Linked DNA regions of Mus musculus: regions 1, 2, 3, 4, 6 and 7 are each linked to region 5. The links are chromatin contacts, called in public Hi-C and HiChIP or PLAC-seq maps. All regions are on one chromosome and are shown on one strand. The core of a region is the stretch at or near the end of the contact, and the rest is flanking DNA. Distances in the headings are between cores, read along the strand shown. Region 1 has its middle 16 kb from the start of AI197445. Region 2 overlaps Gm31452 (a long non-coding RNA gene). Region 3 has its middle 9.3 kb from the start of Gm31803. Region 4 has its middle 37 kb from the start of Gm31715. Region 5 holds the start of Smim15 (small integral membrane protein 15). Region 6 overlaps Gm31452 (a long non-coding RNA gene). Region 7 has its middle 42 kb from the start of Gm31715.

Region 1 (2,978 bases), core at 120-2,619, 560 kb before region 5:
AGTGACCTGGGCCATGTGGATAAAGAGAATGAGCCCCAGCTGCACCAGTAGCTCCAGTGTCCTGCCCTGGGAGCCTTCTGGCCACAGGAATGTAGCCAAGGCATTTAGCAAAGAGCAGGACGAAAGTGTGTGTGGGAGGGAGTGGGGGACATTTTCTCACGCATCGGCGTAAGAGGCACAAGTGGCATCTTTTTGCAGCAAATTAAATTAAACTAGATTATTGCCGATGATGCCAAGTCGCATTTAAAACCCTTTCCAACCTGAATATTAAAAACCCTGCCTGGCACATCCTGCTCTCCTTTCAGAGATAAAGCTCAACTCGCACACAGGCTGCTGCCTTGCCTCACTGAGCCTCACTCCCCGCCTCTTCTGATTAGGCCTCTCTCCCGTCTCCCCTGGGATTTCATCTGGGAGGCTAACAGCACTGGTTCCCCAGGCTAGCCTGCAGGGTGTGTCAGATACCTGGGGAAGAGTCAGGCCCCTCCCTCTAGAGACCTGGGCTGTACCGCCAGAGCTTGGAAGATGTTCTGAAAGGAGCCTAGAGATGCCTACCTAGACCTCATTTTCTTGGTACTTTTTTTTTTTTTTTGCTGGAGGGAAAAGCTCCTTAGGCCCCCATGTAGCTGAGAAGTCTCTCACACTGCAAGTTCAACTCCCTGAAGGCAGTGCTTGGCTCCTTCTGGTTTTAAGGTAGGTGTTATAAATTGCCTGCCATAAACTCCCTGGAAGCAGATGAGGTACCACATCAGCTAATAAGCAACAATGACTTGACAACTGGAGTTTCTGCTCAACCAAGTAAGAACACTGAAAACTCACAAAGCTGTGCTTGTGGTAGCTGCTTTAAAGTTCTATTTTTATTTATTTTATTTATTTTTATTATTTCTGGAGGGGTTGTTTTGTTTTGCTTTGCTGTGGGGACCAAGTCTCATTCTGTAGCCTAGACCGACCTAAAATGCATTATGCAGCTGTGGCCTTAAACTCAGGGCAATCCCTCTGTTGCAAACTCCCACGTGTTGAGAATTATAGGCATGAGACACTATACCTGAGTCCCTGGGAAAACTCATCTCAGCCCACTTCCAACATAAAATTGTTTATCTGGGCAAATCTCCTTTTTCTTTTTTAGTGTGGTAGGGCACCATACGACTCTGAGCCATTGGCACAGGAGTCCTCACACTGGTGCCCTTAGAGGCAGATCACACATTGCACTGGGCAGTGCTGGCCCTGGGAAGAATGGGGCTAACATGTTTTTAATTAAGTTTGATTTCAAGGGAAGGAAATGGCTTTGTGAGCAAGCCCACTCAGTTCTTATACATGGTTAGCTCCTGTGCTCAGCGCTATCCTGGACAATACACACAGGCTCTAAGTAATTGCCCCGCTCTGACTCACAGGCTGAGAGTGGAAATGAAATCACAGGATGAGCTGGCAGTGCCCAGTCCCTTGTTGTCAGAGTAAATGGGAAGTCCCCTTCCCTGTCACCAGTGCTGCTGATACATGGGCATGACCAACAGCTGGGCAGGACAGGTCAACAAGGGCAACCTGTAAAACTAACAGAAGGCCAGAGCCACTGCCTGGTGGCCTGCATGGGCCCTTTGTGTGAAGGGCTGGAAGTACTAAGCCCTGGCAGATGCAGGCATCCTGAGCCCCTCTCAGAAGACGCTCCTGTACTCTTTCTATTCACATCCAAGCCATGTTGCTGAGACAGTAAGTGGCTGCGGAGGAGGCTGAAGTAGATGAGGTTGTGCGTGTCCCTTCTGTTCTCGGGAAATATCAGTAGGGAATAGGAGAATAAGGGATAAGTCATGGTTTCTACAGAGACAGTTATTTCCTATGCTTGCTTCTCCTTTCATATGTACCAGTATATTCAACAAAGCCTGCAAGACCTAAGTGGAAGGACCTGACCCAGCAGAGGCCACTGTATCACGAAGCAACAGTGACCAGGTCAAAGTCTTCCACCAAGGTTTTAGAATGTGGAAAGCCACCACTGGACCTTTGGGTGTCCTCTCTATTTATCTCCATTAGGGATGTAGACTCCAGGATCTTCTGGGTTAAGTCCTTGGAATTTTATTTGAAGAAGCCTTCTTTCTTTCTTTCTTTCTTTCTTTCTTTCTTGCTTGCTTGCTTGCTTGCTTTCTTGCTTTCTTGCTTTCTTGCTTTCTTGCTTGCTTGCTTGCTTGCTTGCTTGCTTGCTTGCTTGCTTGCTTTCTTGCTTTCTTGCTTTCTTGCTTTCTTGCTTTCTTGCTTTCTTGCTTTCTTGCTTTCTTGCTTTCTTGCTTTCTTGCTTTCTTGCTTTCTTGCTTTCTTGCTTTCTTGCTTTCTTGCTTTCTTGCTTTCTTGCTTTCTTGCTTTCTTGCTTTCTTGCTTTCTTCCTATCTACTAGATATGTTAGCAACACAGACATGGTGCATTTCAGAGGTTTCCTCTAGCCAGCTTTCTTCGGGAGAGGCATAGAATAGAGCCACAGAAAACTGGAATAGTGACTCATTATGGCTAGTGGAAGGGGATGTTTAAGAAATCTTTTTCTGAGTCAGGTGGTGGTGGTGCACGCCTTTAATCCCAGCACTTGGGAGGCAGAGGCAGGCGGGTTTCTAGTTCGAGGCCAGCCTGGTCTACAGAGTGAGTTCCAAGACAGCCAGGACTACACAGAGAAACCCTGTCTCTAAAAAACCAAAAAAAAAAAAAAAAAAAAAAAAAAAAAACCAAACAAAAAACAAAAAACAAAAAAAAACAACAACAAAAAAACTTTTCTGGGCTGGAGAGATGGCTCAGTGGTTAAAAGCACTGACTGTTTTTCCAACAGTCCTGAGTTCAAATCCCAGCAATCACATGGTGGCTCACAACCATCTGTAATGGAATCTGAGGCTCTCTTCTGGTGCATCTAAAGACAGTTCATATATGTATGTATATATATATTAAATATATATGCATGCAGTTCTGTGGTCACCTGACTTGTGTTCACTCGAGCTGTAGCATCCCACTGT
Region 2 (3,087 bases), core at 484-2,983, 970 kb before region 5:
CCATTACTTTTTAGTGAACTATTTCAATAGGTTTCTAAAATGTGCATGTACATCTTTCCATATAAATGCTATGTAAGAACCTTTTAGATAAAAAAAAATCAATAGTACTAGTTACATACAGATATATTAATATCTCTTGGCTTTTACTTTAAAAATTATATATGGTGTGGTGAGATGGCTCCGTGGGCAAAGGTTCTTGCCATTAAGATTAGCAACCTGAGTTCAGTATCTGGAACCCGCATGATGGAAAGAGAGACTGGACTCTCCCACTTGTACTGTAGTGTGCTCAAACTCTCCCAACAAAATAAAGAATAGTTAAAAAGCTAAGAGTAAAACCTGTCAAAAGTTCAGAGGCTATTTAATTTTTAAAAGTTATATGTATCATAAATTATATGAAGATTATATATATTATAAAATTAGTTTCTTATGATTTTATGATATATAGTATTTGTTATATGTAACACATAATTTATGTAAATTACACAATTGGAAATCTGTAATATACTTCACATAATCTATCATTTTAGATATAAGTTTCTATAGCTAGATAAATTATAGATCCTATAAAAGTAATGATATTTAAATTATAGATACTATAACATTTTATTTGTAATAAAAAGTATCTGATGCAGTTTGTAAATGGAAAAGGTAATGGTGTTGCTGGTGGGGACTTTTGAGTGAGGAGAATGTTTGCTCTCCATGGAGGCCCTGACAGAATAGCCACAGGCATTTCATACTCATAAGAATAGTTCACGAAAACAAAACGCCCACACCCCAACCCAGGAGCAGACAGCGCTGTACACAGGGGCGGCCAGGGCTCTCCTCCTTCTCAAGCCAGGATTAGGAAGCAGAGTTGGGGGTTGAAGGGTCCCTGTTAGGAAAGCCAAAGAGAGCCCAGCAAACTGATTGTCAACATATGGGTGAATAACAATCTGCTGACTTTGAAAAACTAGCTATAATCCATTTCACATAATGCATGCGAAGCACAGCAGGCAGCGGCCCATAATGGAAGGATTAGTTTTGGGCCTTAGGATAGTTTTTAAAATTCACAAGCTGATAGAATGTTACACCCCATATGGATCCAGATTATTCTCATCGGGGAGTTTCCAGGACTCCCTTCCCTCCTACAGAACTCTGGACGTTCCTAGTACTAGAGAGACAGCTTCCCCCATCCATCAGGGCTGCAGCTGGAGATACTCCCCGGTGATAGGTAGGCAGTAGCCCGAAAGTACCTTTTAAGAATGTGAATAGATTTGTAAAACCTCTTAGGTCATTTTCTCATTTTTCTGGTCTCTAAGCCGCTGTGCAGCTTTCCCTTTCTTGTGCCTATGACAGGCACCCTGCTAAAATCGTCCTGGATGCATTGCTCCTTGCAGATTTTAATGGCTTGCCAGCGTGGCAGAAGAGGCTGCCCACGTGACCGGCATCACTTACAGTCCTTCCCTGTTTGCTCCCACCTGCCTGCTTCAATTTGAACCATTTTCCTGCGTCCGATTTGTCTGTCTGCCCTGCTTTTTTATCTTGTCCCTGCCTCCCTCTCCTAATCGGCTGTCCTTGCAGGGTTCCTTTTGACTTTCGTAACAGGGAACCTTTCAGCCCCAAACTCTGTTGATCTAATCCTGGCTTGAGAAGGAGGGAGCAGCAGCTCTGACCGCCCCTGTGTACAGCGCTGTCTGCTCCTGGGTTGGGGTGTGGGCGTTTTTTTGTTTTTCCGTGAACTATTCCCATGAGTATGAAATGCCTGAACAAAGCGGTGATTTAGCAGGCCTGGAATCACACACTGAGCTCATAGCAACCTGCTCCTAGTAGCAACGGGAGGATTAGAAACAGTCCCCCACTAAGTAGCTTTGAGTCAGGTGGAAATGAGAGCAATGAGTCTGGGTTCACTTTGCTGGGAATGGTAGGCTTACTGCCCTAAAGAATGTGTCCCCCGCGGGGCACATGTCACCAAGGAGAACCGTACGTGAAGCCTGACACAAAGTCATAAATGTCCTTTAAACGCGAGAGGTATTTTTTGGCATTTGTTCTTGTACACGAGTATGAGCCTTGTAGGAGGTAATGTCATGTTTCAGTGTCAAAAGGTCGGACACGCCTGCTTTAGAGTACTGTGGTATTGTCCACCCCTTTAAGAGGCAAAGCAAACATTGGTTTCTAGATTCCTTGTTAGTCTTTATGTTATTGGTAATGCTGATGTCTGAGTTTGCAAGTAAAACTTAAAAATCACCTCCTAGAGAACTTTGTAAAACAAAGCTAAAACAAGGTACAAAGAATCAGACAGAGAGCTAGGGGTGGTGGCTCAGGTCTGTAATCCCAGAACATGAGAAAACAAGGCAGGGTGACTGCTGAGAGTCTGAGGCCATGTTGAGTTACATAGTGAGTTCAAGGCCAGCCTCAGACCACATAGCAAGGAATTGTCTTGTTAGGGAAAAAAAAAAAAAAAAGTCAGGGAAGGAGGCCAGATATCTATAATGATAGCCATAATGATAAATTAGGAGTGTGTAAATTAAATGAATTATACCTGTCCCCACCTTGCTTCCAAGTTTATGCAACCAGGCTATGATTTATTTATTTAGCTTTTGCACAATTACTGAGGAAATTGTGCAAAAGCTAAATAAATACTCCTAGTCTAATTTCCTATTTGCTAGATTGTCTACTTTCCCAGCCATGCTCCCCAAGAACTTGCTGTTTGAATCTTCCAAGTTATTTCTGTTCGAGCAGTCTGTCCGGGGCTGGAGGGCGGGGGGGGGGGGTCATTTCACTATGTCCTGTGCTGCTGGTCCCCCACGTCTAATGGAGACTTCGTATTCTCTACATCTTTCCCCTCATTCACTCTCCTCTTTTTCCTTTCTCCTCCTCTTAGTTGTCCCTACCTGTGACCCCAGCCCGGTAACTGAAAACCCACCTACCTCTCTTCCCTCCAGTCACTGACTATAGTCATCTTTATTTAACCAATAGTTTTAAATTAGGGGGCAAGGTTTACACAACAAAACCTGGTGTACTGGGAGTAGTCTTGGGGCAAGCAGATCTTGGGGGTACAGAATTTAGCATTTGAATATGTAGCAGCACCCAAGCTAACCCCAACAAGAG
Region 3 (3,258 bases), core at 554-3,053, 530 kb before region 5:
CCATGGGCGATCTAACACCTCTGGCTTCCTTGAATATCTGCACATATATACATACATACATGCATGCATGCATACATACATACATACATACATACCACAGACACAAACATGCATGCTCAAAAATAATAAAAACTAAATAAATTCATACAAAAATGGAATGTGGTAAATTCAGTGGGTAGAGCAAAGAATAAAGTCAGGGCTGCATGGGAGACAAAGGTAGAAAGATGGCTTAGTATTAAACTACTAAAAGCCACGCACTCTTGCAATGATGTTCAGCTTTTTCTAGTTATGCACTATTTCCCTCATCCTTCTCTAACACCCGGTTCAAACCCCAGTCTCTGAGAGTCTGGAACAGCACTCTGAATATTCAGGTATGGCTAGATGCAGGACCCAAGCATTCTCTCACTGTACACTATTCCCTCCATCTGTTTGTAGCAGTGAAGCCTCAGGCTTGGTACAGTATGGAAGAGACAGAATGAGTATGCTTGGTCTCTCTATTGCTCAGCTTCTCACTCAGTAGAAAGATCCAGCAAGGTTCCTTGGTGGCAGAGACTCATGTCTCCATCCCTAAATCATTTCATTCTCCCATTAACCAGTTGCTTAGACTCCTGCTCGGCTTCTCATCTGGGACTTGGAAAATGATGGTTATCAGAAGGAAATCAAGGTACAGTTACAAGGTGAATGGACACTTCGATGAGGCAAAAAAAGTCTACCACCCAGAATTGCACTGCACAGGATTTCCAGCCCAACTAGCAGGTTGCTGGTGCCCAAAATATGCCTTGATTTTTCTAACACATCTACCTTTTAGCAAATCACATCATTTAAAAAAAATTTCTCTTTAATCCTTTTAGGTGGTCTAAATATTATCTTCTTTAGAAATTAAGTAAAACAATAAACTCAAATCTATGTTTAAGGAGGTCTGATGTGTCTACTTCTTCCTTTAAATAAATGCAACACTTCATGTCAACATAACCTTTAGGAAACCATGGGTGCTGTTAAAGACTACCTAAAATTCCTTTAGGGAAGCCACTGTGTCCTGTGTGTGTATGTGTGCATGTGTATGTGCGTACATATGCATGTGTATGTGTGTATGTATGCATGTGTGTGTCAGTGTGTGTAAGCATGTATACATGTGTCTGTGTGTGTTGGGGGATGCCTTGCATTTTGTGCCCCTGTGTGAGGTTAAAGAACAATACAATTGTCAGTCCTCCCAGGTAACACCCATGTTGTTTGTTGACCCACTGTCTCTCACTAGCATGGGTAGGCTGTCTTTTCAGCATGCCCCACTGATCTGCCTGTCTCTGTTTTCCCAGTACTAGGATTACAGTCATGCACCACTACACCCAACTTTCCTTGTGTGGGTTTTGGGGGGTGAGATCAGGTCCCCAGGCTTTTCCAGCAAGTACTTATCAACTGAGTTTGCTCTCTCTCTCTCTCTCTCTCTCTCTCTCTCTCTCTCTCGCTTCTATTGTGCACCTCTTTTTTGTCTCTTGATACCTGATTTACATGTTTCTATTCCACTTGATTTACATGTTTCTATTCTGTCTTGCTCTGAAGAGGGTTTAAGGTATGCATATGCATCACAAAGTCGAATGAAGCTAAAACATGAGAGAGGAAGATTCTTTGGGGAATCCAGTTCCTGTCTAAGAAACTTGACTCCTGTGAAATTTCCTTGCTGTGTAATACAGAAGTACCTGTGGCGAGTGAACTGTCAGCCCTCACTGTTCCAAGTAGTTCAGCTCAGGTTCCAGACGTAGGAATACAGAAACCATTTTAGACAGTCCGGCTCAGAGCATAGCCAATGAAGCAAAACAGAGAAATCTGAGAAGTAGCCAGAAGTTAGGATCAAGGGATAGGCTAAGCCTCCCTTGGTGTGTCCAACCATGTTAGCCGTTTCTGTTGAGGCTTCAAACTTGATGAGGTAGATATGAATCCTGCCCATATGTCCTAATAATTCTAGACACAAAATCACATTCAAGGCACCACATCAGGCTTAGAGGTGGTACAGGGTTGCTAAGTTCTGTGTTTAACCCTCACGGAGTACAAAAAACAAAGTTCTGAGGAAACAGAGAGCTCAGATTTGTACCTAGTAGTTCTGGGATAGAATAACCCAACTTCGTTTCTTTCAGCTGGAAAACTTGCAGAATCCACGGACTCTAAAAAGTATAGAGACAAGAGTTTGAAGCACATTCATTTTTCCTGGTCTTATTCTTTGATTGGATTCCATGTTGCCCAATACCTGGCAAAGCTGTGCATGGCCCAGCCAACTTGTTCTAGCTTGAACAGCAGGAAAATCTCTCCTAATGCTTGGATAGGAAGATATTTCCTCTATATTTTTGGTTATTTACATTGTCTCATACCCTGCCAAGCAACATGTCATAGGGGTATCAGCTCAGAATCTCATGGGACTAAATCTACAGAAAGATTAGCCCTCTCTCTGAACAGCGGATCTGTAGCAAGATCCTGCTGCATTTATTTCTACATCTGGACCTGGTCACAGCTTCAGGGAGTGCACAGAAGAGTAGGGTATATCAAGCTCTGCACGTCTAATGGAGTTAAAGCAGGAACCTGGTCAGTGGAAAGCCCTGGCGTGATTGCAAGTCTTTTACAACTTGTCCACTTCACCCTGAAGAGCATACCATGTTCCGAGAGAGTGAATCGTGAGACAAACTGCCACCTAGGTTTCTGCTTAGCCAGCAAGTTAGCATACACACAGGACCAATCGAAACGGCAGCACACGGTTTACAGAATCAAAACTGAAGTTGGAAGCTGAACTCACACAAAACCATTTGTCCCGTGTTGCCTAAAGCCAAACCGTTAAAATTCTCTAACAAAATTATCACTGTTCTCCATAGAATTAAAAAAAAACCCAGCGTTTATCACAGTACATTTAAAATATCTAGAACATGATCCAAATTAGTCAGCATACAAAAGCCTGAAAGAAAAAAAAAAAAAAGCAAACAGATTCACTCAACTCACAGGATGTCAATCAATCTATGTCGACGACAACGACAAAATCAACAATGGAAGCAACTATTGTAAAAATACTCCCCCAGGGAAGGGCAAAAAATCTGCTAAATTAATAGAATGATATTCTCAGTAAAGAAATAAAAATACACCTCATGGACATTTTCACAGAAGGAACAGCTACAGGTTAAAAACCCACTTGGTGGGCTCAAGAGCAGATTGAAAATGAAGGAGGAGGGAGCCAATGAAACAGAAGAGGGACTAATAGAAATGACCTTAATACAGTAATGG
Region 4 (3,317 bases), core at 252-2,751, 800 kb before region 5:
TGTTTTTTACAAAATGGTAGCTGTAATGAATCGCTTTAAACTGCCAAGGGCCTTGGTTATTATGAGATTTGTTAGTGAGGAATTAAGATAGGTGCTGGCTCTTAGGTTTCAAACCTGGGACAAATGGCTGAAGTTCCTATTTAGCATATCAAAGTGGACTTGGCTGCCAGGGCTCTCCTGGCTGGCATACCCTGCCCTCTACCCTGAACTCTTTAGCTCAGGGGCTGAGCTGCTCTTCCCTGTAGAATCCAACCATTTTGGTTACCGCCCTCTTTGTACCTCTGGGCCTCCTGGCTGCTGTACCTGGCTCCCCCTTCTCCCATCCCCTTTCTGTCTCCCCATCTGGCAAAGTACAATCTGGTCAAGTCCATTCTGGAATCTCCCGGATGTCGCCACCTCTGGCGATGCCCTCCCATAGATCTACAATACAGTCCTCCTCTGTCATGCCCAGGAGCAATCATATCCTTTCCTTTTTATTTCTTTTCTTTTCTTTTTTTTCATTCACTGTCAAAGGTTAACTAGTCTTTTCATAAGAGACTGGTTGTCGTCCCGGAGTCCGGACAGTTTAGGGGGCCCAGAATGGCCTCACAGGTATTTCAGAGCACTGAGCTCGCATCAGTTGGTCTTGAGTCCAGGTCAAAGGCTCAGATGTGGATTCATCTGGGAACCGGTTTAGTGTACCCCTCCCCCAGGCCCAGTTCTGTTTTGAGTGCTCTGAATCTGTGCGACTCCAGTTTTTAATTTTCTTCTTTGACAAACTATTTGTTGAGGAGAGAATTTTTTTTCTGAAGTTCACCAACTTATCAACATTATTATAGGGTTTTTATTGTTCTTAGAGTAAAATAAAGCAGAAAAGTTTTAAAACACATAGGCCTTAGGATGCTGGTTTTATGATTTTTTGTGTGTGTGTGAAAGTTTTAAAAATCTATATATGTATACATAAGGATGTTTGAATGGTGCTCAGAGAATAACAAATGGTGGATATTGGTGGGTAGTTGAATTCGGAGTGATTTTCTTCCTATTATTTGCCCCTGTTCCCCACATTTTAAAGTCTACTTTTTGTAATGATGAATATAATGTTTATAAAAGCGATAGATTTGTCCCTTGCTAGGAGAAAAGCAGCTGCAAACAACCGTTTCAATGGCTCGTTCTCCACAGTTCAGTAGAAAATTCTAGCTTATTTCTTCTGTTCCTTTGTCTGTATAAAAATAAAAATGACATAAATACCAGCAACCAACTCCAACAATGCACATGTCCCCGTGGTTTGGAAATGTCTTGGAGGCTGCCAGCAGTCACCTTCCTGGGCTGCGAGGGGCAGGTCGCTTCTCCATCAGTCTTTTTATTCTTGTTTCCCTTCATCTTCAGGAGTGGAAACGCACCAGAAGATAACACCTCTGCATGTTCCTTCCCCATTCACTCGCTATTCAGGTGAGGGTCTGTTTGTGTCCCAGGAGTTGTCTCATTTTCGCCTTCATTTTGCCAGCTCCAATCCGTCATTTGCACACACAATGTAGCCGCAGAGGATGGGGGGTGGGGCGGGTGGTGCTGGGAACTGCCTTTCCCCACCACAGAAAGAGCTCTTTCACTGGCACATCTCTCATTTGCACAAAAGTTACAAAAATTATATTATGTCTAACAATTTTCTGCGAATAATTTCTACTGAATGTGTGAAACAACGGCTCTTTCCCACTCTAAAAAGCAGAGAGAGGCAGAGCGAGCGAGTGAGCGAGCAAGCGAGTGAGAGAGAGAGAGAGTGTGTGTGTGTGTGTGTGTGTGTGTGTGTGTGTGTGTGAGAGAGAGAGAGAGAGAGAGAGAGAGAGGGAGTCGATCTCCTTTTTTTATGGGCGCCAAAGCAAAGCATGTGTGCTCTATTTGGGGAATGCAAATGCCTCTAGCAGCCTTTCTTACACCAGCTCTCAGCAAGTGGCCATTTAGGCTTAATTGCTCCTCACAGCACAGTCCAATTAAGAACGGGCATCAGTGTGGTAAGGGCTATTTGTTAATCCATAAAAGGTATGAGAGGCAGGGCTTGTTTTGCCTGTAGTTTTTATTCACATGTTTGGGCGAAAATCTAAACAGCTGGAAACTCTCTGCAAGTGATATGCGTATGTATTTGTCTGTCAGTCTGCCTGTCTGCCTGTCTCTGTCTCTCCCTCCCTCCCTTGCAAACAAACCTCAAACAAACAAACAAACCCCAAACAAAAAACCCCAACAAACAAACAAACAAAAACCAACCCTCCCCCTCCCCAAATATCTAAACTTTTCTTCCAGTACAAAGAAAACTGCTGTGGAGACATTGTTGAGAGCTACCCAAGTCTAAAATCATGGTGTAGGTAAGGGATGTAGAGGGGATGGAGAAATGAGGGGGTGGGGCTCAGAGCTGGCCAAACTGAGGGAGTCTCTGAACCCAAGGTGTTTTTGCAGTGTGAAGACAGCTTTAGCTCCTTGGAGAGCAATTTCCTTATCAAAGTGCCAAACTCGTTGAGTACAGGACATTAGGGACTTCTGTTGTTTAGCATTCTTTTTTTGACAGTTTTGATTTTTTTTTTTTTTTTTTTTTGGAAAACTGTCTTTTTGTACATCATTAAGATGTGTACAGGAGAACTGCCACTCCTCACAAACTCGGCTGACAAATGAGGCGCGTAGGTGTGGAGCCCCGGCTGGTGTGATTCAAAGCAAACAGGCAAACTGGAAGAAAAATACAGCCCGCACGTCAGTTAAGTATTTCCAGCTAGCGCAGGACACTCTGCTCTGCGCTTTTTTCTGTAGGTGGAAGAACCTAGTGTCAGCCCTTCTAAGGGACAGGGCTTCCCACAGGTCCAGAGGCTTAGCTCTTCAGAGGAGAAGGTCAAAGAAGGCTTTGCTTGTTTATGGTACCCATGAAATCCCTATAGCCCATGCCATCTAGGAAAGTCATACTCCAGCAGGGGCAGACATTTGAGGAGGTGGAAAAGAATGTTTGATTCTCGTGGCTGATAGGTTTTTGTCTCTCCAGGTTTTCTTTTCTCTCCCTGGGTGATGCAGATATAGGCCAGATTAGACCAGATTTAAAGTAGATAGAGGCAGGTTTATTAGGCGACAGCTCTCTGGTGGGTTCACGGATCTCACAGGTGAAGGTCAGTGAAGTCACATATCCAGGTTAAAACAAAGGGGTTTTACAGAGTTTAGGCGAGGAGCGATGACACGTTAGTCCGGACTACATGTTAGTCCAGCCTTTTCTCCAAGTGGGCAGGGTGGGGTGGGGGTCGGGGAGGGCAGATGGGGTTTCCCAGCTTGTGCAGATGAGCAGAGGTTCGAGCCTAACGGGGGCAACAAAG
Region 5 (3,195 bases), core at 33-2,532:
ACTGTGCACGATTAGGCTGGTGCACCCCCTCCTCAGTTCCTTCCTTACGGTACTGCTTCCTTTTATTCCCAAGACTTGCGGGGACCCTGGGTCCTTTAGAGATAAAACAGAGCAACACACTGGGAGGCAGAACTTGTGAGGAACCATCTACTGAAGTGAACATGTCACGGATACAAGCCGGTTATGGATACAAGCCGGTTATGGGTACGCTTGTTTGTACAGGTTTTAAGCAATCCTTCAGGCTTTCACACAAGAATAAGAAAACCACGGCTGCCATTACAATATGCAGCCATTAGCATATACCCGGGTAGCAGTATTTTAGATCCTTAGATTAGCTGCCAAAGTCTGCTCCTTGGTAAATAATGGTTACTGTTGTTATACTCTAACTACTCATACATGTCTCGGCTTGCTCCTCAAAGGGAACGCTCACAGTCTCTCAGGAATAAAAACTTGCTTTATTTGGCACACAACAGCGAGGAGGTCTTGCAACATTCGCCAGAGGCAGTCAAACAGAGCAAGTAGTTCAGGCAAGCAATCACAAAATTTGAGCACCAACCAAACCAGAGCTAATCTTTCCGTCCCTGTAGATTAGGAGACCCATTTAACGCACCCCTTTCTGCTTGTTGACTTTTTGAAGTCCTTTATTTATGTATTGCGATCTCTATGCCCTGACAGTTTAATTATTGACAGTTTACTTTGGGGCAAGTATCGACCATTCCTTTGTGAAGTAAGTTAGGCTCTTAAATGAAAAACAAACAACGGAACCTCTTTCCCACAGCGTGGCAGCATTTCCCCCTGCTACCAAGGTTCACTGGACACATCCCAGCCGGGCTGCTGCTTGGCCAAATCTTTAAATATTTAACTATTGTTCAACTCTACAGCATGAGTGAGGGGCGAGTTAGGGAACACGCCAGTCCTTCCACGGCCTCGAGAAGGCTCTAAGGAGACTGCGGGGTCCCCCTCGTGTCTAGCTGCGGCTCTCTGGGCTGAGAGTCCCCTGGACGAACTCCTCACCCACTCCGTCTCCTCGCCGGCGTCCCACGCAGGACGCGAGGCCACGATGCCCCACCTGCAGCGCACACGAAGCGGCGCGCGGCAGCATCCCCGACCGCGGACACGAAGCCTCCGCGCCTCGCCTCGCCTCGCCGCGCCGCCCCTCCCCGCCCTCCCGCTATGGCTCTAGACATTGCGCCGCCGGAAACCCGCCCGCCACTTCCTCATCCCGCCCCGCCCCGCCCCGCCTTCGGGCGGGACCTGAGCGGAGCGGCTTCCGCTTTCCACTTTCCTGCCTGGCGGTGAGTGGGAATGGGAGCGGGGATCCCCTAGGGCTGCGGTGGCTTGCTGTAGCCTAAGCTGAGCGTGTGGCCGGGCTCTCCCGGCTCTCTGAGCTCCTGACCGCGGGTCCTGCCCGGCTTCGCTCGGCGGGGCGGCGTCCTTAGCCGGTGAGGCCGACTGATGGCCGTGGACATGGCCCGGGGCAAGGAGAATGCTAAGCGGGGAAAGTTAGGAGAGAAGCTGTAAGTCTAGAGACGCCTGGTGCAGCTCCGGGTCCCCTAGGCTTTGTGAGGTGAAGGAATGTGCCTGAAAGTAAGGCGAGGATGTTTTGGTGCGAGACTGAGGTGCTCTCGAGATGTGTGGCCTGTGGACCGTAACTTTGCCATAGCCTAGTCATCAAGTCGCGCTAGTCTTATTTGCAAAGTTGGGCGGATTTCGCAGACTTGTATTTAGTTCGTTACTGGACTCGAGAAAGATCGATCTTTCTTGGACCTTCCTGCAAACTGGTTACAACTGGGCGAGGGCGTAGCGACAAGGGACTGGATGGTTAACGTCTCCAGAAAGTTTAATGTGCTGAAAGTAGGGGCATGGTTTCTGATACAAATACGGAGATAGCATGGGGACATGGAAGTTAAATCCAGTGATAGTTTTCTTGATGTGACGGGTTGTGGGTACCATAATTATTTTGGTAATTCTTTATTTTCTTGTAAGGTACATTAATTGAACTACAGACCACAAAACCTTTAAAGAGCAAAGCATAGTGTTTGACTTTGTAACGATGTACCCAATCCAACGAATAAATGAGGATTCTTAAGTACAAGCAGTTTAAATTCTTGGTTGGTCAGCGGTGGAGCATCTGTCTACTGTGCTCTACTAGGCTTTGGGTTGGATCCCCAACAGTAGACGCAAAGATTAAAAATCTTTATGGGTATGGTACCTGTAACATGTCAGCCAGCCAGCTTGATTTTTTTTATGTTAGTGAAAGTCATTATTATTCAGACAAAACTTTAGTACTCAAATAATTTACGTAGAATACTTGGCTTCTACGAATTAGAACTCTTATTTTGGGACATTTGCAGTTGTAATTTAGGGAGAAATAGGTGTTAAGAGGCTATACTATTATAGAAAGATGTTTTTACTTGTTTGTGTTTAGAGGAGAATTTAGAGGTTTTTTTTTTTTTTTTTTTTTTTTTTCCATTTCTAATCTTACTGTAAAGGTATCTTTTATTCTCCTGTTGTAATTGTCATCTTTGAGGCTTACTGCTCAGTCTGCTAACCCAGGCCTAGTCCCGGAAGCTTCTAGCCTCCACACAATCTTATCTAGGCCTAGAGTGTTTTCAGCTTCTGAGACTTATTGCTGAAAAGCGCATCCTTTCTTGTTCTTCCTGTGTGCTGGCTAACTCACTTACTCAGCTAGCTGTTCTAGCTCAAACTCCTCGCCAAGTTGACTGATTCAATCTGGCTTCTCTTTCTCCTCTTCTGAATTGCTCTGCTTGACCTCAGACTCTAGCAATGTGTTCTGCTCTTCTGGCTTCTCATCCTCTGGCTCATTGTCTTCACCTGTGTCTAGCTTGTTCTCTCTCTCCAGCCTGTCTCTGTAAAACTCTCCTGGTAAAACTGCCTTCTCCTTTCTTCTTTCTCTGTGCTGCTCTCTTAACTAGCCTCTTTTTCCTCTTTCCTCTTTTGAGGGCTGGGCATATCCTGTATCAAATCTTTCTCTGATTCATCACTTTGACATCACTTTCAAATATGGTGCTTCCTTCTACAAACTAACTTTACCTTGTTTGGGATTAAAGGTTGTATACTAAGGGCGTGTCTGCATTCCAGGCAGAGGGACCAAAGGTGTGTGCTAAGGAGCGGGGAGGGCACACTACAGCACAATCTTGGGGTTCACAGTGTGATCAAAATATCCTGCAACTA
Region 6 (3,329 bases), core at 617-3,116, 940 kb before region 5:
AAAGAAGTCAGTCCCGAGGATGGGGGGCTAGAGGTGAGGAACGACTTCGCTCTAAAGCCCCAAGGTTTCTCTAAAGAACAGCGAGAGAAGAGCATCGGAGGTCCTAGGAGAGCTGATTAAGTTTTAATCTCATAGGGACTTGAGGCCCGCTGCGAGAAATGTGGATTTCATTTTGATGGTAATTTTTCTGTAGAGAGAGAGAGCAGGGCAGTTACACGAGCTAGAAAGAGTTTAATTACTGATATCTGACAGCATGCCTCAAATTCACTCCGGAGATTTATTTAAAAGGCAGATATTTTACAACCTCCTACTCAGAAAATTCTTAAGTCCGCAAGGCCTAGGAATCTGCATTTTAGAACTGAGCCCTAGAGTGACCATTTAAATAGCATCATCCCCCTAGTGGTGCATATTTGAAATTGCAGATGAAGCAAATTTGTAGCAGTTTATGTTGACTTTTTCACATACATGTATATTTTATGTGTAAAGTAATATTTTACACCTATAAGGACACTGGCTATAAGTAATCTAACTTTAAGGGGTGGAAGCTCTATCACCAGTAATTATGGTGATTATGTGGAGACAGCTCTCAGAAATATTAACATGAAAATGTGAGCTTGGTAAATAGTAATTAATCGGTTATCATGATGTTAGAGAACAGTATTAGCTTTGAAACCACAGCCTGGTTGACTATTAGGGTGCTATGAAATTAGTATAATTGCAACAGTGCAGGCAAGATCAAAAGATACTGGCTTTTCCTAAATGTCATATAATGTTCACAGGGACACCTGCAGCTCAGCTCAAACCACCCAGGACAGAAGATCGACCCAGTCCCCAGGGGTGTATATTCCCCTAGCCAGGATAGAGCAAGTTCTTGTTAGAATGCTAGTAGTTTGTCATTTAGGGTTGAAAATGTCTCCTTCAGAGTCTCAGCCCACACCAGTTCTCTTACACCAGTCCCGTTGTTCCGTAGTTCCTGGGGCTCAGAGGCCTTCCACCTCCCCTGGGCTTGCAGTAGTAGATGGAAGGTCAGGGGCAAGGTAGGGGCGGAGCTCTATCTGGGAGGACATACTGTGTCTGCAAGCAGGTGTTCTGGTAGATAATTCTGGCTTTGCACTCGGTTTGTTTGTTCTCAGAGTCTCCCAGAGTTTTTCTTATACACCCACCCCATGCTTTCCCTCGTTTGGCACAGACCCACTTTTGAGTTAGAAGATTATCTAGTCCAAATCACTTTCATTCCAGATGAGGAAGCAGCTGTCACAATTGCGGAAGTTCCAGCCAGCAGCAGACAGCTGTCTGTCTGGTGCTGATATCTTGGCATGGACCAATAGGACCCTCAGGTCAACTTCTTTTCTGAAGCTATCTTTCAGCAGTTGTTTATTCTCTGATCTCCCTCTATAACAGACCTCCCATCCCTTTCCCGCTCATTGTTTGTTTGTTTTTATTTTGTTTCTTTGAATCTCTGTCTCCCCTTCATCTTGACTAGCTGTTTAATACATGAAAAACTTGAGAAAAATCAGGCTTTATTCTAAGAGAAACCCAAATGAAACCTCAGCCATCAAACCTTCACTAACTAAATTATGCAGTGTTTGTGTCACCTCCTGATTTGTTTTTGTGGGTTAAGCCTCTCAAAGGGAAAAAAGGCTCATTTGTTGCAACCCGTAGGAGAAAGACTTGGAAGGAGGAAATAGAAAACAAGAGGTAAGCTGAGCCGAAGGATCACATATCCAGCGAAAGGAATACGAAATGAGAATCTGGACATGCCCGCGTGTATTTTTCCATTTGGAAACAACGCGGTCACAACTGGTGTATTTACTGTTTCCTCTAGACTCACTTGCCCTTGGGGGTAAGTACTCTGCAAGAGACGCTAGCCTGCCCCCTAGTGGCTGCTGAGGACATGCACTCGTATCCCAGGGCTGCGGCTTGACTGTCCGCAGAGAGAAGCTGAGGAAAGTCACTCTGAGAGGGAGCAACTCTCCTGTAAATACAGTAGATGGAGACACACACTGAAAGACTGGATCCCCATGAGCCTCGATTTCATTTGCTCTGAGAAACTGTTCAGCATTCTGAATTGTCGAAGATAGATAGATTTGAATTTAATGTATGCATGATGCTTCATGCGACCAGTGTTTGATTTGTAAAACACAACAACAAAAAACCCTAATGTGAAGATTTTAAGTACAAGCGGTACCTGAATCTGCTGACCTTTCACACTATTAATTTGTGCAGAGCTTTAGCGTAGGAGGAGACAAGGATACAGAAGTTAGGGAAGCCCAGATCCCGTTCTTTGGGACCCTCTGATGGGAAGGAACACATATTTGCACATAGTTACAACACATGGCAGAGGTACAGCCAGAGAGGCGACATGTATGCCGATGTCTTATTTAATATTTATCATGAAGGTTTTTATATTGTAAATTAAGTGCATTTATCTTTTGTTATCTGAGAAGAAATCTGTAACAGTGGATTTCTGTGGCGTGCAATAAAGACCTTCCTACATAGGAGGAGAAAGTTCAGAAAGGTCAAGTAATTTGCACTCATTGAGCAGCAGAGAAATATCATCCCTGCGATTCAAATTTGGCTGTCTGCTTTTACTGTCGGCTCAATTAACTTTGACAGAGCTATACTGAGAGCCTACCCGGCACCAGCTTTGTGCTGGAGGTGTGAAGAGGAAGATGCCATTACCGGTCTTAGGGTTAGTGTCCTGCAGGGAACTAGACTGTGAAGAAAAACTTGCACTCTGTTGTGACTGATGCGGTAGTGGACATGCGCAGATTTTACCTCTGGAGCCCAGTGGCAGGCCTTCTGTCACCTGATCCCGATAACTGACTGTGAGCGACTGATTAGGAATTTGTCACTTGGCCTAAGGCAATCATATTTAAAATAGATCTAATAATGGGTATCTGCCCAGGAGGTTAGACCACTCATGGATGACAGCCAGATGTGTCAGAGACAGCAGCCAACAAGAGAAACTCAGAAAAGTCCAGAATCAAAGTAGCAAGCAAGCAAGCAAGCAAGCAAGCAAGCAAGCAAGCAAGCAAGCTGGTGTGCCCGAGCATGGATGGCATCCCTGCATTTGGGAGACAGAGACAGAAGTTTAAAGTCATCCTCAGCTACATAGAATAGTGGGGAATCAGTGTTGGGAAACATTAAAAGCAAAATGAAACAAAATAAGTGGAGGGAGCAGCTGAATTGGTAGGGAGGAAGGCAGAGGCTAAAGAGTGTAGACTGTGGGTGTGGCCCTCACATTCAAAGCTGCTTCCCTATGGGTGTGGCGCTACAAGAGCAGGCGCATACCTGCCCAGATGGACCCTGTGCGTCCTCATCGCTGC
Region 7 (3,318 bases), core at 578-3,077, 880 kb before region 5:
GACACCTAGGTGGGAGTATTTAGCCTTGGCTCCGTTGTACAAACATCACTCTAGCCCTGCTAAATCACTTTGCCGAACAACGGGATCAGTCCCAGATCTGCCACCCCTCTGACCTGGTCACCCCACCCGTCCCGGCAGAGAATCCCTATCTTATCTCTTCATATTATTCTCAGCACTGTTTTTTATTATTCACTGAAAGTACAATTGTAGCTCTGTTAGATTTCACTCTAAGAATGTGCAGCTTGGCCCTCTCCAAGACCTACAAGGAAGGCTGGGGGTGACTGGAGCAACTGTGCTATTTGTCTTACTTGTATCCAGAGTTAGCATAGCCTCGTGGGCCATAAGACCTAGAATTTCTAGCTGTGGGAAGCCCAGACTGCTCACTTCCCACTTAGCCCAGATGTTCAGCAGTTTTCACTCTCTAGCACTTAGACATGGTCAGGTGGCTTCTATAATCCCGCATCTATAGATGAGAAAACAGCCGGGAGGCTGTATAGCTTGCTCGAACAGCCAGTTGAGGGGAACAGTGAGAAGCCCTCACATCCTCCAGCTCCTAAACCAGGTATTGCTCCTCTATTTCGTGGTTCTCAACCTTCCTAATGCTGTGACCCCCTAAATACAGTTGTGGTGACCCCCAATTATAAAATTATTTTCCTTGCTACTTCATAGCTATAATTTTGCTACTGTTTTGAATCATAATGTAAATATCTGATATGCAGATGGTCTTATGCAACCCCTGTGAAACAGACCTTTGGCTCCCAAAGGGCTCATGACCCACAGGTTGAGAGCCTCTGTTCTATATGATAGGTGACAAATTAGTGTCTTTTTTTTGACTCCACACTCCTTTTAAAAGCTTTCAGAAATGGGAAAAAAATCCTGCAACCCTTTTTATTTAAAAAAAAAAAAAGACAAAGGCCTATTATTTCTCCATTTAATAAAACAATTTCTGCTACATGTTGAAGTCATTCAGAGTCAGTAGTAAAGCGTGTTTATTCTCAGCCCTGCTTCCTAGCCCCAGCCCTCAGGACTGTGCCCCCATGAACAGGAGTGACTGCTAATCACCATGCTCCAGCTCGCGCCTGCTTCGAAAACAGACGAGCCTAAGTCGGGTGAAGCAAATGGTCTGTTCTAGAAATTGTGAATGAGAATGAATAGTTGGTTCAATTTTATGGTTCATTTGAATGGAGGACAATTAAGCTCTGGGGATATAGCCACCATGTTTGGCTATTTGAACATTAGACATGATCTGGAGAAAGAAGCAGAAAAGCATGAACAAGCAAGAAGCGGGAGAGACCATGCAGAGAAAGAGGACCTGAACTCAGCAGCCAGCAAGAGCGGCTGCCTAGGCCGATATCTGTGGTTTAGTGCTGTCTCAAGAGCAGACACATTCTGGATGTATTCTTGCCTGTGGATCATAATGAGACAGTCTAAGGCTCTCCCCAATACATTGCTGGTTTCATGTAAATTATGTTGAAGAGTCTCTCATTCAAACAGCTTGGGCTTGGATGTTCAGGGGACCACTTTCTTGAATTATTTGCTCTAAGCATTTCTGTCTTTGGCTGGGCATAGGAAACATTCTATTCCAGCCGGTGGCTCAGCCGCACAAACGCTTGGCTGAATACATCTTCAGGTATCCAATTCCCTGGGTGTATCTCGGCTCAGTTGTACTGTCAAGGCAGCACTTCTCAGCGGTGCCTAGCTTCACCTTTCTTTTCAGTCCGCAGCTCGCTGAGAGCCACATCCAGCCTGGCCCTTGGGTGCTCTGTCCTCACTGACCCCCACGGCTCCGCTGCTTTGTGCTGCGCATGCCCGCCCCTTTCTCTTCCGCACTCATGCTGTTGCTCATTGTTTGCTAATGACTAGTTGGCAGGCAAAGGGAAGTGGCAGTCGGCCTGGCTCGCAGACTGGAAAGGAGCGTGTTTTTCTGAGAATGAAAACATTATTTGCTAAGAAGCACGTTCCAGCACTGACTCTTTCACTTTCAAAGTCCTGCTGGGCTCCTTCTGTCTCCAAGTGTCTGCACTGTCCCTTGTCACTTCCTCCCACCTCCTTCCCAGATGGAGACTGGCAGGGCCATCATATCTGGAGCCGGGGCTCCTGCATGACAGGTGTAGGCTCTAGGGGAGAAGCTAATAGGCTCTCTAGGAAGTGAAATGAAGACCAAAATAATGGGCTCTCCTTGCCAACCTTTGACACGTCTTGGGTTTTTCTAGAAGAAGCCAATAATTTGTGAGAAGATACAAGGTTCTCCGGTAGCCAGAAGTAAGTGTCCTAAGCCTGCACGATGAGCTTGCCTCACAGACTTGCTATTTGTTCCAGAGGAGGGCAGACTCTGACACCATTTCTCTGTATCTTCCTACACTCTATCTTGTTCCTCTGGAGGGCATAAGTCATAAGAGCAGGCCTTCTAGAAGCAGCCCTGACGGAGGTCAGGCTGTCCCTGACACCTTGCAGGAGGTAATGACGAAAATGTTGTCAATAATGTTAATCATTCATTTTCCCATTTTTAATCACACTCTACCAAGCCAGTTTTTAAAAATCTGCTTAAAAAAAAAAAGTCAGGCCTTTGGAATTGTGAGGCTCTCTAAGTGCTTCTCTGTCAGAGTAGGGGGCTGCCCCCCTGACTCCTCGTTCCCCCTTTAAACCACACAAAAGCCCTAAGAAAGCAAATGACTTTAAATATCCACACTGTTTTCTATGCATCCATAGCAACACAACAACAAGGAGTTCACCTGTTGAAGACAGTCAAAAGACATATTGGTAAATGCAAGCCAGGTACTGTCACAGAACATGGGTCAGTGGTGAGAGTCTAAATGGCTTTCGGTGACTATATTTTTTAGGCTTCTCGCCCCAGGATGAAGTGACAAGAAAAAAAAAAAAGCAACAAGGGCCTCTTGCTCACGAGGAGCAGTGGGTAATATATTTGTTTGTATTATGGGATTGCAGTTTTACTAGAAGGAACACTTGACATTTTGATGAGTGCCTCAAGGGATAAAAGGTACTAACTTCAGAACTTAGTTTTAATTATACTAAGGAGATTACATTATTCAAAAGCATCCCACTGGTAAGGTGCAACATTTCCTGAAACAGTTTAGTGGAAAATGCCACATTAATCAGTCCAATATTTCACTCAGAGGGCTTAATGATGGGAGAAGTTTAAAGTACTATAGCATTTGATAATGTAGAAGGGGGAAAAAAACCCTGAGTGTTCACTTGAGGAAAGGCTGGAATAGTTGTTAGTCCCTCTTGTGCCTTTCTCCATTAAAAGCTGCCTAGCCGTGTTAGGAGTTCAGGAGGGATCAACCCATGAAGCTGATC

What was found. Hi-C and Micro-C count contacts between places; a contact is called where the count stands out from the background. HiChIP or PLAC-seq counts read pairs in DNA pulled down with a chosen protein or histone mark.
Region 1: a contact with region 5 is called in an H3K4me3 HiChIP or PLAC-seq map of neural progenitor cells, with 5 times the contacts expected there. The contact joins the enhancer-like site here to the promoter of Smim15 in region 5. A contact is called at or near these places in 4 of 39 promoter capture datasets (the 3T3-L1 cell line, the SN4741 cell line, hippocampal neurons and 1 more), 3 of 484 Hi-C or Micro-C datasets (bone marrow-derived macrophages and embryonic fibroblasts) and 18 of 115 datasets of contacts at active chromatin or transcription factors (cardiomyocytes, craniofacial prominence, differentiating embryonic stem cells and 15 more).
Region 2: a contact with region 5 is called in an H3K4me3 HiChIP or PLAC-seq map of embryonic basal ganglia, with 7 times the contacts expected there. The contact joins the enhancer-like site here to the promoter of Smim15 in region 5. A contact is called at or near these places in 5 of 115 datasets of contacts at active chromatin or transcription factors (astrocytes, embryonic basal ganglia, embryonic forebrain and 2 more) and 2 of 9 other capture datasets (adipose tissue and embryonic stem cells).
Region 3: a contact with region 5 is called in a Hi-C map of nephron progenitors, with 2.3 times the contacts expected there. The contact joins the enhancer-like site here to the promoter of Smim15 in region 5. A contact is called at or near these places in 1 of 484 Hi-C or Micro-C datasets (nephron progenitors), 7 of 115 datasets of contacts at active chromatin or transcription factors (T-cell acute lymphoblastic leukemia, embryonic basal ganglia, embryonic forebrain and 4 more) and 2 of 9 other capture datasets (embryonic stem cells and liver).
Region 4: an H3K4me3 HiChIP or PLAC-seq map of forebrain shows a contact between it and region 5, with 8 times the contacts expected there. The contact joins the enhancer-like site here to the promoter of Smim15 in region 5. A contact is called at or near these places in 6 of 484 Hi-C or Micro-C datasets (cerebral cortex, cortical neurons and uterus), 8 of 115 datasets of contacts at active chromatin or transcription factors (acute myeloid leukemia, astrocytes, differentiating embryonic stem cells and 5 more) and 1 of 9 other capture datasets (embryonic stem cells).
Region 6: a contact with region 5 is called in an H3K4me3 HiChIP or PLAC-seq map of forebrain, with 12 times the contacts expected there. The contact joins the enhancer-like site here to the promoter of Smim15 in region 5. A contact is called at or near these places in 2 of 39 promoter capture datasets (embryonic stem cells and hippocampal neurons), 1 of 15 datasets of contacts at CTCF or cohesin (large pre-B cells), 17 of 484 Hi-C or Micro-C datasets (B cells, the Ba/F3 cell line, the G1E-ER4 cell line and 11 more), 23 of 115 datasets of contacts at active chromatin or transcription factors (the 230-238 cell line, the NIH/3T3 cell line, astrocytes and 16 more) and 3 of 9 other capture datasets (adipose tissue, embryonic stem cells and liver).
Region 7: a contact with region 5 is called in an H3K4me3 HiChIP or PLAC-seq map of neural tube, with 6 times the contacts expected there. The contact joins the enhancer-like site here to the promoter of Smim15 in region 5. A contact is called at or near these places in 12 of 115 datasets of contacts at active chromatin or transcription factors (acute myeloid leukemia, craniofacial prominence, differentiating embryonic stem cells and 9 more) and 2 of 9 other capture datasets (adipose tissue and pancreatic islet).

Annotation. Positions count from the first base shown.
Region 1 is chr13:107,484,417-107,487,394 of GRCm38.p6, forward strand. No RefSeq gene overlaps it. Among named protein-coding and RNA genes, the nearest start is that of AI197445, 16 kb to the left of the region's middle. Within about 2 kb of position 1,370, at least 65 of the 459 cell types and tissues checked have an H3K27ac peak or open chromatin away from gene starts, as enhancers often do. A contact at or near this core is called in the SN4741 cell line, bone marrow-derived macrophages, embryonic limb bud and 2 more, where this site is marked.
Region 2 is chr13:107,071,733-107,074,819 of GRCm38.p6, forward strand. All of the region lies in intron 1 of Gm31452 (a long non-coding RNA gene), which reads left to right. Among named protein-coding and RNA genes, the nearest start is that of Gm31452, 9.6 kb to the left of the region's middle. Within about 2 kb of position 1,734, at least 122 of the 459 cell types and tissues checked have an H3K27ac peak or open chromatin away from gene starts, as enhancers often do. A contact at or near this core is called in adipose tissue, astrocytes, embryonic basal ganglia and 1 more, where this site is marked.
Region 3 is chr13:107,512,163-107,515,420 of GRCm38.p6, forward strand. No RefSeq gene overlaps it. Among named protein-coding and RNA genes, the nearest start is that of Gm31803, 9.3 kb to the left of the region's middle. Within about 2 kb of position 1,804, at least 4 of the 459 cell types and tissues checked have an H3K27ac peak or open chromatin away from gene starts, as enhancers often do. A contact at or near this core is called in nephron progenitors, where this site is marked.
Region 4 is chr13:107,245,635-107,248,951 of GRCm38.p6, forward strand. No RefSeq gene overlaps it. Among named protein-coding and RNA genes, the nearest start is that of Gm31715, 37 kb to the left of the region's middle. Within about 2 kb of position 1,502, at least 34 of the 459 cell types and tissues checked have an H3K27ac peak or open chromatin away from gene starts, as enhancers often do. A contact at or near this core is called in cerebral cortex, cortical neurons, embryonic forebrain and 2 more, where this site is marked.
Region 5 is chr13:108,043,192-108,046,386 of GRCm38.p6, forward strand. It overlaps Smim15 (small integral membrane protein 15), which reads left to right and starts at 1,283. Exons shown (of 3, transcript NM_001048250.2): 1 at 1,283-1,295. It overlaps Gm41055 (a long non-coding RNA gene), which reads right to left and starts at 1,280. Exons shown (of 5, transcript XR_003950673.1): 1 at 1,015-1,280.
Region 6 is chr13:107,099,910-107,103,238 of GRCm38.p6, forward strand. All of the region lies in intron 4 of Gm31452 (a long non-coding RNA gene), which reads left to right. Among named protein-coding and RNA genes, the nearest start is that of Gm41051, 20 kb to the right of the region's middle. Within about 2 kb of position 1,867, at least 105 of the 459 cell types and tissues checked have an H3K27ac peak or open chromatin away from gene starts, as enhancers often do. A contact at or near this core is called in the 230-238 cell line, the Ba/F3 cell line, the G1E-ER4 cell line and 6 more, where this site is marked.
Region 7 is chr13:107,166,999-107,170,316 of GRCm38.p6, forward strand. No RefSeq gene overlaps it. Among named protein-coding and RNA genes, the nearest start is that of Gm31715, 42 kb to the right of the region's middle. Within about 2 kb of position 1,828, at least 135 of the 459 cell types and tissues checked have an H3K27ac peak or open chromatin away from gene starts, as enhancers often do. A contact at or near this core is called in craniofacial prominence, embryonic basal ganglia, embryonic forebrain and 3 more, where this site is marked.